2 separate regions of the Gossypium hirsutum genome follow, and region 1 is linked to region 2. A link is a contact called in public Hi-C data. All regions are on one chromosome and are shown on one strand. The core of a region is the stretch at or near the end of the contact, and the rest is flanking DNA. Distances in the headings are between cores, read along the strand shown.

Region 1 (5,343 bases), core at 1,485-3,984, 77 kb before region 2:
GATAAAGTACATGGGTCATTCTTGCCATTATCTTTTTTAAAAATTTAAAAAATATTTTTTATGAAAAAAAGAAAAGGTTTGAATATTTCAAAAGTTCATGTACTTTTTTGAAATTTAAAATTTAATCATTGTACATTAATGTTGAGACATTGAGTCCCGTATTTTTAATTTAAAAATTTGATATTTTTGTTTAATTTTGCATTTATAAAGAAAATATAATAACTTTTTTATCCCTCAATATCTACAATTTTTGTTAATTTTATACTTACTCTTTAGATAATATTTATAAAAAATTATTTTTAGGATTTTTATTGAAAACATAGAAAAATTTTAACTTTTTTTTATGATATTATGTAGTTTTGAGGAGTAAGGATTGAATTGATAAAAAATTGCAACAATTTAGAGTTAAAAAAAATTTATTCTACCTTTTTATAATTAAAAAATTGGATGAAATAATTAAAATTTTCAAATAAACACTAAAATTTAAATTCCATAAGGTTACAGAGACCTCTAAAAGAAATTCATTTGAAAAATGTTGGAATTTTAGATTGTTTTGTTTAAGGGCCCTGAAGCGTTGCATGACTAATGGAAGGTAGTAAAGGCTTTAAGTCTAGGCTTAGCACTACCAACACAATGGGCTTTAGTTAGTATTAGCTTACACTAGTGGCAATTCAACTACACAAGCACTTTTTTTTTTATTTAAAAATGGAAACCCAATTTTGTACATTTATACACAATTTTGTTTCTATTAAAAAATTACTTGAGTATTAAAAAAATATACTCTATTCTAATTGAGTTTTAGCTCAATTGACATGGATATTGTTACTAATGCAGGAGGACATGGGTTTGAGTGTGTTGAAGCGTATTATCCTTTTATTTATGGATTGGAGAGGGACTATGGGTAGTTCTAAGCAATTGCATAAAAAATAACACAGATATGATCAAGATCTAGAAGAACAAATATCTGAATTTCGTGACCTAAAAATATTATATAGCAAACACTAAGATTTAGATTCTTTTTATGAAAATGGAATAAATGTAATGGATATGTATCAATTTCTTGTGCAGCAAATCAATGGGAAGACATAAAGGGAAAGAAGAAAGAGATAAGAAAGAAGTTGAGCTGACCAAGCCAAGATGGAGGTATCTTAATGAATAGGCCAATAATAGGGACCATCTCAAGCAAAATTGACAACATGACATTAATATAACATAAAAAATAATTGAATGTATAGAAAGAATGAATAAATGTTTTGAAAACTAAATGGTAACATTATGTAGGAATAGAAAATTTATTGAGATTGATTTGTTCCCATCTCACTAGTATGGTAGTAAGGTGCCATGTTAGGAGTAGGCTTCAATTTATCCAAATTGGCCCAACATGCCTTCAACATGTCATTTTCTTCTTCACTAAAAGTAAATATAATGGCCCATGGCTGTTGCTTAATTGTGTTTGTTAATAATTTTTCATACTCATGAAACCTATCTTTTTAAGGGGTTAACAAATAATATTCCAAATAATATAACTATAATCAAAATCAAGTCGGTACAAAGCATAATCAAGCTAAAAATTGAAATATGTCTAGATCTAGATCAAAATAAATATAGATAGAGTCTACACATGATGAGATTTAAATTTAAAATAAATATGAAATATAACACGCACATAATATTTAAGCATGATAAAATTCAAACTTCAAACGCCAAAGTTCTCAAAACCACTTGATTTGGCCGTTTAGATCAAACAAATGATAATTATGATATGAATATATATATATATATATATGTGGTAATGAAGAGGAAGACTTTAGCCATGATTATTTGTATTGGGAAGAAAGATGGAGCATATAAGAAGATGAAAGAGGATAGAGAGGAAGAGAGACCATGAGGAACTAATGGATTAAAAAATATATTTTTATTAATTAAATTAAATTTTAATAAATATATGTTTTTAAGTAAAAAGGGATTTAAGAAATAAATTTTATGAAAATATAAAAGCCACTATTTTGCATTCTTCAATTAGGTGATTTTTTTTAATCTTAGTTAATTTTTTTTTACTGAAAATCATAACAAAAAGATACTTTGGGCATCAAAATAGATAAAAGAAAATATTAAGTATCAAAGTGACAAAACATGTATATTTTAGAAACTAAACCGTTAAATAAGCTTTTAAAAAACATTAATTGCACCGATCAATATACTACAATTGTCAAACCACTGACAAATATACTTAATAATGGAGTAGCCTTGGTGACCAAGCATTATCTTTCCATATGGGGTCTCTCGTATCTATCCTCGCATCTTCGTTATTTTCAATCTCATATTTGTCACTTTCTCCATTACTAAGACATTAAACTACTTTAAGTATCAAAAAAGCATTCCTAAGCACAAACTCGAACACCCCTTAACTTACTTTTATCTCGTAGGAACTCAAAAAATATTTGAATCTATCTCCAAACTTGATCATCCCCAAAAATAATTGAAATAACTATGTTATTTAAATAATTTTTTTAAAATATTTGTAAAAAATATATATTCACAACACCCCCATGTAAATCCAAATAAAGTAAAATGATAAGTAGTTTATAAAATGGTCCTAAAAAATGGTGATCAAATGAGGGGAAAACAAGTAGTGGGTTTAGCTTTTAAAGCGCACGAGGGAGCATGTTCTATTGTCAAAAAGTCTATACTCTAAAACTTAATTTCTTCTTCCTAACTATATACACACATATTTTGTTGGGGAGAAAAAAAATTAGGACAACTATATATGAACAAACGAAAATGGTCCATCCTTTACGCCCTAATGTCTTTTCACATGTTACCCCAAAAAATAATGTTGTTTCACATGATATCTATAATATATTTAGACTTATATCAATCAAATAGTTCATCACATTCACTCTATTATAGCTCGATTGGGGTTCGAGTGCGCTGAAGCGCATTATCCTCCTATTTTTAAGTTGGGGTTGGGGAGGAGTTATGGGTAGTTTTAAACATTGTATAAAAAAAACAGATATTATCAGAACCTATAATGAGATTATTAAAAAAAAAGTATTATATTTGGCTAAATTTGATGAAGAAATTTTATTTTATAAATCTTATTAACGAGTGCAAAAAAGGAGGAGGTTTTTAGGTACAAATTAATATTTTTTACTCCAAAGCAATAAGCTATTAATTTAATATAAATGTGTTATTAACTTATTATAAATAAATTATTAATTAATTTTAATGGATTGAATTTGATTGATATTGTAATAACTCAAAAGACGTGAGTTTGAATTTACTCAAATTTATCTTGTCTTCCACTTTAGAGATTAATTAAACATTTTAATAATAAAAAAATGTTCATTTTAAGAAATATAGGTGGCCTCGGTAATACAACGTGATTTTAGGGGTATAATTGTTAAGAATGTAATATTAAAAGTTTGAAACATATGAAAAAAATATATTAATATGTTTGTTTCATTGAACGCTATATTAAAAATGTAACGATAATTTTTGAAATTAACCCGATCAAATAAAATATAAGTTTTATTAATATTAACATTTTCAAAATATATTTATTATTAGCAAAGTAGTATTAATAAACATATAATTCAGTCTATTTATTTTTAAATAATATTAATTTATTTCTAAATTAATATATGATTAAATTTAAAATAATATATGATTAATATATGATTTTGTAAATAAAAATAATGCATAAAAATAATAAATAAATAATAACTAATGAAAAAAAAGAAGATGATTTTATCTCAAAGTAAATGTTAGGGGCAAAGCCAAAATTTTTTTAAGTAAGGTCAAAATATAATTTATTTTTATTAATTTAAAATTTTAAAAGATATAAATAAAAGTTTTTCTATTTTAAGTACGATGACACTGCGAGCCCCCTGAATACGCTCCTTCACTTTTCAACTGTATTATTCATTACTTTTGTACCATTATTCAAATAAATGACATTAAAACTACATTGGGGACACCGAGGGTTTGATTTGGTAAAATTAAGTTTTAGGCCATTAAATATTTTAAAATTATAACTAATAAATTGATAGAATTTGTTTGGCCCCCAAAAATTTACAAGTCACTTCTTGACTTTCTAATATAAAATTTTTGGCTGCACCCTTTATTATTTATACATTTTTAATATATTTTTACTTCAAATTAATGACTATGGGATCAGAATGAATGTTTTTAAACTATAAATTTATCATTTATTCAATCTCATTAAAATAAAATACTTAATTTTGCGGAACTCCGAATTCAAATAAAATATCGATTTGAAAAACAAAATTAGAGCTTATGTCACTGTTTTACTCTTAATTTTTTTTTTGTTCGGATAGTTTTTTAGGATGAATATATGATATGTGCTCTAAGGTTATTAAAAGTGAAGAGGGTTGATTAATTGATACACTAATCTGAAGAAAGAGGTTGAACCAGTTGATCCACGAACAAATATGAACTAATTAAGTTAGGTTTATCTATTTTTAATAAAAGTAGATAATTAAAGATGTGATAAATTGGAGGACGAAAAGAGTAAAAAAGAAATAAATGAAATAAGATATTAGGGAAACAAGTGGCAGCATAGCTTCCACCAAACAATTAATACCATTGTATTATTTATTTTTCAAAGTAAGTTCCGGTCCCCTACTTTGATCCTTAATTTGTCTCCAAAACTTTATACCATCAAAATCAACCCCTTATTTTATTAAAATATATAAATGAATATAGGATATTTTATAAGAGTAAAATAATAATTTTAACAGTTTCATTATAGGTTCTGTTCTTTTTTTATATAACGTCTAAAATTATCTATGATCTCTCATTAACTCATACACAGAAGGATAATGTATTTCAGCGCACTCGAACTAAGATTCAACCGATCACATATTTATATTTTACTATTTGTAAATTTATGTTGAGAATTAACAAAATTATTTGTAAATGTATTCTTGCTTTTAGATTTATATTCAAAATATTATTTCTTTATATAAAATTTAATTTATTATAATTCGAAAATCCTCTTCTATTTAACATATTTATTATTATAAAAAAGTTAATATATTGCATTAACATTTATGCACCGAATTTGAGTGTGACAGCTTTGAAATCTTTAATATATAAACCAAACCCCTATCAAACATAGAAATAAAGGTACGAGTGTATTGAATTTAGATGTTGGACAAAAATTGAATTGAATTGTTTAATTCGGTTTTTTATTTTTATTTTTTAAAAATTGAAATTAAAATTATATAAAGTAAATATTGAAATATCTGAAAACGATAGTTGTTCGACGGTTTTCACTTAATTTGGTTTTTGTAAAAAAAAATTCACATATTGTAGTTC
Region 2 (5,107 bases), core at 1,384-3,883:
TGTGCGCATGGCACATCGATCCTATTTTGCAATTATTTTATTTGTAAATTGTTCTTCTTGCTTCAATTTTTTTAATTAAGTCTTATTTTTTTTATTTTAATGCACATACATTTTCTTTTACATGTTTGATTGTTGGTTGCAATATTTCACGTTGCTTTGATAATTGAATGTTATTTTAAGAAAATTATTATAATCTTTTCTCGTTTATTCTATCATTTTAATAATTAGTGTATTATTTGTAATAAAATTCATTTTAATTTAAGTATGCTATTAATTTTATGTTATTTTATAATTTCTTTTGAATTTATTCATATACTTTAATGTTTATATATATATATATTTTTGAGAAAGTCATCTATTTTATGTATCATTTAAATTGTTATTAAGCATATATCTAGTACTTACATGCATTATTAAAGTCATATTTTTTATACATATAGTTTTTAATGAACTTGTATATAATTGTGTTTTTAAATTTATTACGTATATAATCCATGATAAAATTAGGTTAATCTTATAATTTATATTTTAATTCAATGATATTTGACATACAATTATTTTTAAAATTTCTTTATATATACATTGCCCATATTAAATTATTTTTACTATAGTACATGTTATTAATTTCATAAAACTTTATGTAAATATTTTTCTATGTATATATCTTCCTTTAAAGTTATTTATGTGTATAATATATTTCTTTTAAGGACCATATTTTAAATTGTACAAATTACTTATTGTATATATTTTCATATTTTATTATCCTTATGTATGTATTATTTATATGTACCATCAATCCAAATCAATTTTTTACATGTAAAATTATGTTATATATCGTTTGTTTCAAAATTCCCTTCATAGATATAGTTTTATAAATATACATCACTAAATTTATGTATTTTATAAATGTAGTTTTTTTACCTTTTGTGTATATGATTATATTTTTAAAATTTGTCACATGTATAATTTATATATGTACTTAATTTTTCATACATTATTATCATGCTATTTTTTCAAATAATTATTCCCAAATTTATTTATATATACATTATATCTTATTATGTATTTTGTTATTCTTTTATGTTTTATATATTATTTAAGTTATCATGCATATTGTCATTTTTTAAATGAATTTGTGTTTAATATTTTGCATATTATTTGATTCAAATGTTTTATTTCAATAATTATATATTCCTAGTTTTTATGTAAATTAATCTACTCATATAGTATGTATATTATATGTTCATTAATTCGTAATTATTATAAAATTGTCTTATACTACATCCTTTGCTAATTTCCGCTTTATTTTGTACATGTTTTGTGGGTCGTTTTACATTTATTGTTGTGGTATATTATTTAGTCACTGTTTTATCAATTGTTCTCCGTTCATGATTAAGAATTTGGTTATATTTTACTTAGAATCGTTGTACATAATTGTTGGATTTATTAAATTGTGGCTTATTGTATCATATTATTTCCTGTTCATTGATCCTTTTCTATGTAAATGTTTCGATACAATACATTAAGTGTTCTACCTTTTTTAAAACAAATAAACGTGTTTGAGCGAATTTTCAATTTTCCTTATTATTCAAAAATTTTGAAATAAGGCAATATCCAATATTTGGGAATTCGAAAAATCGTGCTCAATCGTGCTGGGTATGATTTTTTTCGGTGAGTTAAATATTTGGATAACCTTTTATAATTTTAGTGTACAAGTTTTCAAAAGTCAAAAATCAATCGTATTTTTAAAGGTATAAAAGATCGTATCCAATCGTGTTGAGTATGATACTGCATATATTTGAGACGAGAGACTTTTGACAGTTAACTTAAATTATTTACACATTTTGAAGAACCATGCTCTGAAAGTTTTTTTTTCCCTTGAAAAATTTTGATATAAGGATAGCATCGAGTCAATATGGTACCAATTTTTTGGGCGTAATGAGGGTGCTCACCATTCTTAATGCGTAACCGACTCCCGAACCCATTTGATTTTTGATTTTATAAACCAAAATTATTTTCAATGGAACAAAACATTTTAGTAGGTAGCCCAATCACACCTAAACCAATAGATTGGTGGAGACTCTACATTTCTGTTTTAAAAAAGTCGATCCCCATTATTTTCAAAATAAAAAGGGTTTCGACATAAATCATTACAATATATGTAAAAATAATTTAAAATATAAATATATTAATATATATAAATTTATTAATATATGTAAAAATAGCTTTTCCGAAAAATATTTTTAAGAAATCTACCAAATAACAGAAAATATTTTACACAGATTCATCCAAACATCAGAAAAGTAAATCATTTCCAAAAAAATAAAATCATTTTCCAGAAATTATTTTTCAAAAAATATTTTAGTGACAAATAAACGGGACCTAAATTTCACTTTATTTGATCACAGCATCAACAATTATAAATTAAATTTTCAAGAATGAATAAAATACTCGAAAGCTAATATTCCACTTCACGCTCAAATTACTGCTTCACTCTCCCTTGGTGCACTCCATTGTTGAGCCTTTAAATTCAGTAGCCATTTAATATGGAAGACCGATTCTTGAGCCCACAATTTATTGCCAACCGTTTGGGTTTATTATTAGATTAGACAGGGTTTGATAAACTCGGATCAGCCCAAATCAAAATTAAAACCCAAACGTTGGTTCGTCGTGAGACTGTCCTCAGCTAAGCTTAGGGTTGGGGGAGTGAGCGGAGAGTCCGGTTTCGAATTCGCTTCTTCTTCTTCTTCTTCTTTGCCTCTTGTCTTCACCTCTTTACTCAGCACCACCAGCGCGAAAGTTCTTTTTGAATTTTCTTTTCACCATCTTTGATTCGTTTCTCGCTTATCTTTGGCTTCAATTTTCTGGTAATTAGTTGCTTCTAACTAATACCCTAAATTGATCTTGATGAAATTCTCCATTTTATTTCCCTTCCCCTAAATTTTAACTTTTTTAGCGTTATGTTCTGATGATTGATTGAGCTTCTGTTTTATTCATCATATAATACTTAATTCAAGCATGATTCCTACCCCGTTTCTGTTTTTCTTTTTTCTTTTTTGTTTAAGTTCATATATACTTGAATTATTTTCCTAATTTCTTTTTTCTTTTTTTTTTCTTTTAATTATATTTGATTTAAATTTGAACTGTTCTTTTGCCTATTAAATAAAAGAAGTAACTTTTACACAAATTTTATTATCAACAGCACTAGAAATTTTTATTATGAAATGGGAATTTTGGAATTTCCAGTTTGTTTAGGGTTTTATGTCTGTTTTATCTATACATTTGTCTATGTTGTGTTAAAATACATGTCAAACTTTAGCTTCTTTGGTGATTGCTGAATTGTGTTGTTTGTTTCTTATTCAAAAAAAAAAACAGTGAGAAACCATGCCGAAGAACAAGGGAAAAGGAGGAAAGAACAGAAAGAGAGGAAAGAACGAAGCAGACGATGAGAAGCGTGAGCTTGTCTTCAAGGAAGACGGGCAAGAGTATGCCCAAGTGCTTCGTATGCTCGGCAACGGCAGGTGTGAAGCAATGTGCATCGATGGTACTAAACGCCTTTGCCACATCCGCGGGAAGATGCATAAGAAGGTATGGATTGCTGCTGGTGATATAATTCTTGTCGGCCTTCGCGACTATCAAGATGACAAGGCCGATGTGATCCTTAAGTACATGCCTGACGAAGCAAGGCTATTGAAGGCCTATGGTGAGCTTCCGGAGAACACCCGTCTCAATGAAGGCATTGTTGATGAGGAAGACGAAGGCGGTGTAGATGATTATGTCGAGTTCGAAGATGAAGATATAGATAAAATCTAAGGTAACTATAATGGGGTCATGCTTGAAGCCTTGTGTTTAAACTGTTAGAAACAGAGAGATATACTGGATGCTGTGGAGATATATGACTACAGTAAGTGAGATACCTGCCATAAGTCATAAGTTAGACATTCTATAAATGGTGAAGGTGACATTGTTAGATGTGTATGTTGTTAATTTCATTGAAACTGAAAGTGTGTTTGAATTCTCAAATTTAATTTTCATGGCGATAGTGTAAGCTTATTGTCAGCATTTTGTCGTGTTTTTGTTAGATGTAAACATAAGGGTATTTTCTAGGTTAAAAATGTCTATCACCATCCCTGTCAGACAAGTACAACGGTTAATCTGCAAAATGCCTGGAAGAATCTCTGGCATCTACGACTGTCTTTGAATGATAACTCTTGCCCGTTTTGTGTCTATCACAGTGAAACAGCTGAGCACCTTTTCCTTCAATGCCAGGCTGATGGGTGCTCTCATAAGAATCAATGACTTCTATCAGTCTATTCTTCACTCTTTCGACCTTGATCCTCCACCAGCACCCTAACCTCGAATTCCAAGAATTCTCAACATTGGTCAAACCATTGCAGGATGGAAATTCCATCCAATTGAGATATCCAGCACCTCCTTCAATCGATCTCCATTCAACAACACAACATAGACAATTGGAAACTCAAGAAAGAGATTAAGGTCTGTTTAGCATTATTTCTTAGAAGTAAGCAAGATTATTTTTTTGTTTCAAAAATGTTTTTAAGAAACAATGTTAAACTGCCCTAAAACAATGTACAGCTTCTGCTTCCAAAGTCTTTATTAGCTTCACCTGCTATAAATTTGTGTTTTTGCAAATGTACCCAAAATAAAAAACTTCTAGATTAGTTTAATATATACTTACTATTTTTTAACAGATTAAAATTTCTTTTAAGTATTTTTAATTTTTAGTTCATTTAATTTTATTTTCAAAAATTGTTAAAATTATTTTATTATATTTATTGATGTGATATTTAGAATAAAAAAACTCACTCAATAAATATGCTATAAAAAAATAGCGTTAATATATTAATATTTGATTGAGCAAGTACAGAATATATTCGATATAAGAATATTTATTTCTTTTTAAAATAAACCATACCATTAAAAGATAACTAGTATGTTGAATCAAACTTCGTGTAGGATTGATTATTTATTTGTGTCAAATTATAGGGTAAAAATTTAAAGATTAAAATATACTCTGAATAAGATTTTCAAGACTAAATCAGTGGTCGAACTGGACAGGCCATTGAATCTTATTGTTCGATTAAAT

Evidence for each region. Hi-C and Micro-C count contacts between places; a contact is called where the count stands out from the background.
Region 1: a contact with region 2 is called in a Hi-C map of leaf, with 3 times the contacts expected there. The contact joins the enhancer-like site here to the promoter of LOC107950009 in region 2. A contact is called at or near these places in 11 of 34 Hi-C or Micro-C datasets (anther, callus, fibers and 4 more).

What each region holds. Positions count from the first base shown.
Region 1 is chrA08:7,237,717-7,243,059 of Gossypium_hirsutum_v2.1, reverse strand. No RefSeq gene overlaps it. Among protein-coding and RNA genes, the nearest start is that of LOC121204933, 5.1 kb to the left of the region's middle. Within about 2 kb of position 2,734, at least 3 of the 9 cell types and tissues checked have an H3K27ac peak or open chromatin away from gene starts, as enhancers often do. A contact at or near this core is called in hypocotyl and leaf, where this site is marked.
Region 2 is chrA08:7,160,685-7,165,791 of Gossypium_hirsutum_v2.1, reverse strand. LOC107950009 (eukaryotic translation initiation factor 1A) reads left to right here and starts at 2,633. Exons shown (of 3, transcript XM_041075771.1): 1 at 2,633-2,867; 2 at 3,376-3,814; 3 at 4,108-4,613. The coding sequence starts at 3,385. The coding sequence ends at 3,813.